2 separate regions of the Mus musculus genome follow, and region 2 is linked to region 1. A link is a contact called in public ChIA-PET data. All regions are on one chromosome and are shown on one strand. The core of a region is the stretch at or near the end of the contact, and the rest is flanking DNA. Distances in the headings are between cores, read along the strand shown. Region 1 has its middle 19 kb from the start of Foxn3. Region 2 overlaps Efcab11 (EF-hand calcium binding domain 11).

The links. ChIA-PET counts read pairs in DNA pulled down with a chosen protein or histone mark.
Region 2: a contact with region 1 is called in an RNA polymerase II ChIA-PET map of memory CD8 T cells, with 5 read pairs. The contact joins two enhancer-like sites. A contact is called at or near these places in 1 of 115 datasets of contacts at active chromatin or transcription factors (memory CD8 T cells) and 3 of 9 other capture datasets (adipose tissue, liver and pancreatic islet).

The regions. Positions count from the first base shown.
Region 1 is chr12:99,466,446-99,470,711 of GRCm38.p6, forward strand. It overlaps a transcript of Foxn3 not described here. Among named protein-coding and RNA genes, the nearest start is that of Foxn3, 19 kb to the left of the region's middle. Within about 2 kb of position 1,771, at least 149 of the 459 cell types and tissues checked have an H3K27ac peak or open chromatin away from gene starts, as enhancers often do. A contact at or near this core is called in adipose tissue and memory CD8 T cells, where this site is marked.
Region 2 is chr12:99,793,165-99,797,430 of GRCm38.p6, forward strand. The region is part of intron 5 of Efcab11 (EF-hand calcium binding domain 11); the gene reads right to left. Among named protein-coding and RNA genes, the nearest start is that of Efcab11, 88 kb to the right of the region's middle. Within about 2 kb of position 2,162, at least 84 of the 459 cell types and tissues checked have an H3K27ac peak or open chromatin away from gene starts, as enhancers often do. A contact at or near this core is called in adipose tissue and memory CD8 T cells, where this site is marked.

The sequences.
Region 1 (4,266 bases), core at 521-3,020:
GGATCACCATGGAAACACACATCTGGATACATAGCTATGAGGGCATCTTTAGAAAGGTTTAACTGAAAAAAAGGATCACCTATCCTGAATGAGGGAGGTACCACCCTGTGGGCTAGGGTCCCAGATGTCACCAAAACTGGGGTCTCAGAGTGAATAGGAAGGAGCGAGCAGATGGAGCAGCAGCATCCGTCACTGTTTGCTGACTGTGGATGCGATATGACCAGCTGCCTCACATTCCTGCTGCCACAAGAAGACCTGTGCCTGCTGTCCTGCCTCCCCAGAATAATGGACTGTATCCTCAAATCCTTAAGTTACTTTCCCGAGGCATCCTGTCAAGGAACAAGAACAGCCATCAATACAGCCAGCAAGAAACAAAAGCAGAAAGAGCACCCGCAAATTAAGCTCAACCCCCAGCAACAAGAAAATGGAGTTACAGCCAGGTTATGGTGGTGCAGGCCTTTAATCCCAGCAATCAGGAGGCAGAGGCAGTTGGATGTCTGTGAGTTCGAGGGCAGCCTGGCCTACAGTAGAGTGAGTTCTAGGACAGCCAGGGCTACATAAAGAAATCCTGTCTCAAATCCCTCCGAAAAGAAGGAAGGAAGGAAGGAAGGAAGGAAGGAAGGAAGGAAGGAAGGAAGGAAGGAAGACAGCAAATGGAGTTGTACTTCTAGACCTAAATTTGAGGAGGCTGAGGGGGCGTGACAGGTCCAGCCGTGGTCTGCCGTACTGAAAATTAGCTAAGAACCCCTCAGTGACATTATTTATTCAACAATATCAAAATGTAAATGAACCACTATGCTAAAAAAAAAAAAAGATAGAAAAAAGAGAAAGAAATCCATACAGCTGGTTTCTATATGAATGCAGAAACACCATTTCTTTAAAAAAAAATATGAACGATTTCTTCATCTCTCACATTCAGTTAGTATACAGTTGGCATTTTCAAAATGCAAACCTGATGTGGCTTTGGAATTCATTGAAGCACATTGGAAGACATCTGAGTGGAGGGGTTGGGGGGTGCGGCAGGGATTCTAGCCATATGCTGCTGGTGCATGGATTTGAATATTTGAAAGGTAATCTAGAAAAGAGAATGCTTCCAGCTCTCCTTACCAACAACAGTCATTCGTAGCAACCACACGTTTTATAGATCGAACCACTTGCCCATGTGTGAGACAATTACACGAGGACGTCAGGGGCTAGCCTCCCAGGGCAGCCTGGCTAGTTCAAGTGTGATTCTCGATAGGCTACTGGACATAGAGCCCAGCAGTCCTCTGCGTCACTGCTAAGGGAGGGATGATGGCTCTGGCCACATTGAGTGTATTCACAAAGAGATTTCCTAAAAAAAAAAAAAAAAAAATGCTCAAGTTTGGTGACCATGGATGAAAAGCTGCGGGGCCTCGCAATGGCTGCCTCCAAACCCGACCAGCAATGCTGTGAAATCAATCATCTCTCCTATCACGCTCATCGGATCCGCTGCTTGCACCCTTCTGTTTATCTGAGCAGCCACAAAGGAAATGGGCAAAAGCCAAGCCCACGGGCAGGGACTCTCCCTCTGGCTCTGATGGTGGTGTGCACCCAGAGAGGGATGGGAGGGACCCCTGTAACAGAACTGGGAAGGAGCCCTGTCAGAGCTCCTCAGCCCTGCCCATCTGTCCCTGGGCCAGGCCTCTAACTGGGTCATTCCGTCAGAGACCACACAAAAGACTGTGTGGTCGTGTGCACGGCTAATCCACTTCCGTGCTTGCAGAGGGCACTAACTCACATAAGAACAAACTCCATCGCCTCGCGCTTGGCTCGCTCACCAAGCCACATGTCTGAGACCCAAACCACCGCAAGTACAGGCTGGCGACGTCACCACAAAAAGAGTCCAAAAACCGAGTACTTTGTTTTCCATGCTTGGGAGGGCGGGGGCGGGGGAGGAAGTGAATGTGGACTTGTGACAGAGCTGAGAAACCTGACCACAACATTGGTGAGGAGGGGCTTTGGTTTTGGATCTGACCTGGCCACGGTTCTCAGTGGGCAAACACCTCCATTAGCTCAGCGAACAGGGGAATGCGCTCATCCCTGAAGGACAGGAAGAGAATAATTCCAGAACCGTGGCTCCAGGAGAGAAGGCTGGCACCTCTGCTTCAGCCCTGTCTAGCCACCACCATTATTCTACTCCTCCCCTTGACCCCATCCTCCATCTGAAACAAACTAGAACCTCAGGTCTGGAGGGAGTCTGGGAGCTGAGGCTTCACAGACATCCTCTCTTTGGCATGGCATGTCCCTAAGATGACACGTGAGAATCTACTCCTCCTACCAAGCACACGTCTTCTCACAGCATCTGTAGCCAGGGACCCCTCTCCTCTGACCCCAATTAATTCAACTCTGACCCAGAGCCCCTCTCTTGGATCCAGCACCCAAAGCTCTCCAAGAGCTCCTGAGGCAGACAAATGAACCCGTGGTCAAGCACGCACATCATCGCCAGGATAGCAGCATCTGAGATCTGGGATGACCTCCATCTCAGGCAGTGAATTACAACAGGTGTGGGGAGGTGTGTGATACATGAATTACCTCCTGATGGGGTTGTAATAGCCAGATCTTTTCTCTGCAGCCTAACAAAGTATGGCCAACAGTGTTACTGTTCTGATGGTAGTATTTGCTTGACTCTAGCCCACCTCACCAACTACTGTCCCTAACCCATCTGCCTTGAGCGGCATGGGCAGCGACTGATACCGCAGCCAGTGAGGAGACTCCAGAAAGTCACCCTCAAAGCACAGTGGTGAGGGTCTGAAGCACACTAGACCATAGCCACCTCATGTGGAATTCCAGGGTGGTAACGTAAGGAGCTGCCGGGCAGGGGAAAGAATGATCAAGTTGCCCCATGGATAGAAAGTAACAGTGACAAATGAGGACTGCCTTCTGTGACAGTCCTTAGCAAGCCAGGAAACACTGGAGAAATTTGAGAATTTGACATCTAAAAACCAAGACCCAATAATCATTCAAGAGTGGAGCGAAGGCTTGGCCGAACTGTTCTTTCTATCGGATTATAAACCACACATCACCCTGTCTTAACTTTACTGTAAGGGGATACTCTAAACACAGTCTGAAAGATACGGACTCTAACTTTATTAGGTCATGCTGCTGATATACACATATAAAGGGATGTGTGCGGCTAATTCAGAAACAGCAAGGAAAGAGTAATGTCTTGCTGGTGCCTCTGCTCCAAGTAATCCATGCAGAGTAGGACAGACACCTCAGGCTGTCCTCTGACCCCTCCATGAGCTCAGTGGCACACTGCCCCCCCACATTCATTCACACGAACGCTCACATGCATACACCCACACACACCCCCACACAAGGCTGTGCCAGTCTATAGTGACGTAAGCTCAGAGATCACACATTTAAGAATAGCTTTTCAAAGCATTTAGATAATGAAGCTGCAGCAACCTAACTGTGAAATAAGAAAAATATCATAATCCCATTTTATCAGTAAGCAGTGTAGTGATTTGTAGACCCAAATCCCTCAGGTATTAATAACAGTTGAGTCAGAATTAGAACTGTAAGACTCCAGGCTCTGTAGCCAGGCCATGGAGCTGTGGGCTTCATCCCATCCGGAGAGGGTAAGGTAAGATGATGCCTGAACCTAGCATGGACCAGTCAGTTCCACAGAATACCTATATTTATTATGATAGCCAATATTTTCACAGTCCTCCAAGGCAACCAGCCTTCCTACTACTGGGCCCATAAATAATCTAGCAAAAGATGATGAGCATTTATTCAGGGAAATGGCCTGGTATACAGTTCAAGACATACACCTGCTGTAGAGGGTAGGTTACTGTGGGATGTGTGTACAGAGAAGGCAGGATAATTATGGGTCAGTCTTGGTGTACCTCCAATATTCTGCTAGAGGGAAGTGACTCTCTTCTGAACACACTGAAGGAGAACAGCCTGGAAATCCCACAATGCCCAGAATATCAGCTTGTTGATGCTCCTTCCTGTCCACACAACTCCAGAGACAGTCTGCTTTGACGGACAGGCAAGGTGGTGGTAGAAGTCACCCCCTTAGAAAAGCAGAAGGGCCAGGCTAAGCAAAGACTGTGAACATCATCCTAACCTACTCACAGGGAAAATGATGAAGCCAGCCTAGATAGAACGTGTGCAAACTTCAGGCATCCCCCAGGGCCTCTGATGCTCAAAGCCCCAGATGGCTCTAGCCCAGCACCTCTCAGACAGCCACAAGCCCATGGATCACCCACAGGCTCTGGGAGAGGCAGGCTCTGTTTC
Region 2 (4,266 bases), core at 912-3,411, 330 kb after region 1:
CTGTGTGTCTCTGTGTATGCCTGATGGCTGTGAAGTCCAGAAGGCAGCGTTGAATTCTTTGGGACCATGGTTACAGACACTTGTGAACTATCATGTAGGCACTAGGAATTGAACCTGGGTCCTAGAGAAGTGAAGCCCGTGCTCCTAACTCCTGACCCATCATCTCTCTAGCCCTCAGCTTGCCTCTTAACATCATTATTCTAGGGACTAGGTATCTAACACATGAATCTTTGAGGGAAGCAACAGCGCCTTTGGGAGAGGCAGACACCACCTTTATCTCCCCAGGCTGTATGTATAAACACACCTAACTTTGAGAAGAAATCCTACGAATACTTACTGCCTGGCTCATAAGCAACAAAGGAGGCTCATGAAACCTAGCTCCCTAGCATGCTATGCTTAAAGGGATTAATTTTAAAAATAGCAAGGCTATTTAAAATTCTTTCTCGAACATGGAAACAACAGTCCTATTTACAGAGCCTGTCAGAGGAGTGGGAGGGTCATGTTGGTCCTCCCTCCCCCAACAGATTGGTGTTGTCTAGCCCCGACCTGAGGCTCCTAGGCTCAGGCAGTTAGAGGTTTTGAGGGAATCTTCCTGCCTCCGATTTTTAAGCAAGAGCAATAATTTTCCCCTGTAACAATAGTTTGAAATTTAATTAACAGTTGTAAAAGACAAAGGCCTACTATGAGATGGAACTTTAAAAAACACTGAAAGGTGTCTGAGGGGGAAGGAAGACTTCCTGCTGTGTGGGAGGCTCTGGACAGAGCCGCCCCTGCTTCATGGTACCCTACAGTTTGCACCGTTTGCACCGTTTCCTCCCAACTGGTCAGTTTACTCATGGTACTAATGTACTGACCTCCCCTCTCCATTACCCTGTAATTCAGACCCTTCCTTTAAGTCCATCATATCCTCTGCATTACTAACACACCGACCTCCCCTGGATATTATCCTGCAATTTATACCTTTTCCCCTGGCTCCCTCGGATTTCCCGTGTCACTACTAATGTACCAGTGCCCACAATCTGTACACCTTTCTGACAATCTGCACTCATTTTTTTTTCTTCCTTCAGAGAAGCTGGGGAAGGGTTGCACTGCTACTCTGTGTCTAGTGTCAGAGCTTGCAGAGACTGTGCGACTCTGTGTCTGGCATGAGAGCACAGAGACTGTGAGCTCTGGATGTATGGTGTGTAGGAGGCTGTGGAGGGCTGTGCACACAGTGCTTGGTGGAGAAAGGTGGAGAAGCACTCAAACTGGACGGAACGGGCTCTGCTGAGGATGGCTACTCTTTTTTTTTTTAATCTATGTATTGTGTGCACGTGTGCATGTGTGTGTGTGTGTGTGGGGGGCTGTGTGCCTTTGTGGGACACAGGGACTAAACTAGTGTTTTAAGGAGGGAACTGGATACAAACACATCCAGAGGGAAGAACACACGAAGACACAGAGGACACAGTCATCATCGACGAGGCAGGGGGAGTAGCTTCAGTGGAGTGACCCTACTGACACTTCATCTCAGACCTAGCCTGCAGGACCCCGAGAAAATAAATTCTGGTGTTCAAAACATCCAGCCCATGATCTTTTGTGACAGCAGACAATATATCACGGATCAGAGATAGTGGGGTGGAAAGAAACGGGGATAGATAGATGGCAGATTTAGATACAGCTTGGTGACCAGTGGTCAAGAAAAGAAATTAGCTTTTAAAGGTTCCCACGACGGATAAGTGGTAGATGGTGACATCATGAATGTTGTAGAAGAAAGGGTGAGCAGGTCTGAGGTATTCAGAGCATTTGGGACAGAAGACAGAATGTCCCCTTCAGCAGGGACAGAAGACAGAATGTCCCCCTTCAGCTGGGACAGAAGACAGAATGTCCCCCTTCAGCAGGGACAGAAGACAGAATGTACCCTTTCATCAGGGACTGAAGACAGCCTAGACTGCAGGGCTTCCTGTTCCTGTCCTCAGCTCTCGCCTCCCTGTAGGCACAGACAACCTGTGCTATCATTTCTAGTTTTAAGTGAATCCTAGGGATTTGAACTCAGTTCCTTACACTCACACAGCCAATGCTTTACCACTAAAACATCTCCCTAGCCCAGTAAAACATTTAAGCCCAAAACTTCAGCATGGAGAGTCTGGCTATGACTACTTTGGCTGAACTGTGTCTATGTTGGTCACTGCTCTACATCTCTTCTCTATTGCTGCAGGATGTGGCTTGCTTACCAAAACACGGGAGCTCTACGATTTCAAGACAATTACCAAGAAAAATTCTATTTTGCAGACAGAGCATACAAAGATGGCTCTGAGGAATGTTTAAGACAGTAATCCTTTTATTAGAGGAAGCCTGTGGTGGCTGTGGAATGTGGGGTTCATACCGCTTTCAGTTTTTACAAGGTCAAAGCCAAGTTTGTACATTGGAAACACGTCTTATCTTAACTGCTGCATATGGGATGAATTAATTGACTTATTTTTAAATGCATCCACTGGCCTTTAGAAGCTTTTATTTATATAAAGGTACTTTTGAACTTTACAAGCAGGTTGGATTCTAACCACTGTCCAAATATTTAAAGCATTAGATATAGGCAAAGCAACAATTCCTGTCCAAGATATAGGATGAAAATCATTGCCAAATGCCATCCTAAACTATCTTTAGGAATTTCCACTTATTTTTCATATATTATATTAACATACATGTGTATTTAAAACATTAAATCACACAAATATAAAACATATTTCTACTGTATTTATGAAAGAACATGAAGTGTATTTTAAATGGCAATCAATATCTTTACAGTGGCCAGTTATTTTAATGAGTCTAACTTTTAAAGGAACTTGCCTAGGTGACAATAATGAATGTCATTGTTCACCCAAGGTTTCAGTTCATTTTCTGTCATGGCTTTTCTCATTTTAACCTTGTAGCAGATTACATCACAGGCATGCGTCTCTTCCTCCTTTGTCTTCTGCACTTCCCTTTATTTTATTTTATTTTTTGATGTTGTTGCTAAGCAATGTGCATAACATTGAGATGTGCATTCTTCGTCTTTGAACACTGTCTACTGGGCATTATTTCTTTCTTCTACTTTGCCCAGATTTGAACTAACCTAGACTGTCATTTCTGGTTTCTTTTGATCCTGTTTTGGCTAACACATACTATCCCATCATTTGGTCCTTTGATGAGCAGCTATTGTATTTAACCCAGATTTTCTGTTCCTTACTGCTTTTGTTAAGCTCTGGTGGACAGACTCGTATCACATGGCTACTTTCTCTTTGGCCTCTTTTTTGTGTCTTCATTCAATTTTATCTAAATAATTAGAAAGAAACCCCTCACCACAACCTTGGGCTGCTTGCTATTAATTTCCTTGCTGACCCAGATGTTGACTCCTTCCAGAACCACATCCCAGGGATAACTTTCTCTAACACCTCTCATGTATGTAGTGACACCAACTACAGCATAATCCTACAAAATAATATTCTTTATTCAATTTAAATGCTTCAGTGAGCTACATTGTATTTTTCACTATGTCACAATGCATTTGATTTGTTAAGCTATGATAAGTTACCCCAAAATACCCTTAAGCCACAAGACAGAACTCCAACAGCTCAATGGTTCACAAACATAGGTTGTTGTTTTCTTTTATATGTGCCCAAATAAATACTTTTAAAGAACATTGAGCTTTAGAACACTGGGATATTGTCAAAGCAAATTAAATTGTAAGCTAACTTACACAACAGGGTACACACAGACTTGTGTTTCCATTCTCACCAGTGGAGACAGAGATGTCTAGGAAGGGAGTGGGCAGAGTTAAGCTTTAGGATCTGACAGTTCCTATCACTCTGCAATAGCCTTCGAAGGTCCTGGGTTTTCTAGTTATACAGAGAGAAAGTGGTGCTTCCTTTCCTCTTACAACACAAGAGGTTACAGACTTACAGAAAACTCCAGGCAAGATTCACTCTGTCCAAACTCTAAAGCCACGTTGTCCTATGAATAATGTCAGATATGTTCATAGCTGCCAGTGCTAATAGCAGTATTTCCTCTTCTCTGATTTAGACAAAGTTTAACTCAATATAAATATATTTAATGCTTTCATTTATTTTTAATGTTGCATGTAAGCCTTTCTTATTACAGGATTCTGCTGTTCCAAATATTCCTGCATCCTTCATTCCTGTTTGAAACCTGAATACCTGTGTAATGGTGACAGAATCAGAAGACAGGATTCCTGCAGGCCGTCCCTGTGACAGCATTGGTGGCTGCATACCATATGAGCAAACAGAAGGAGCC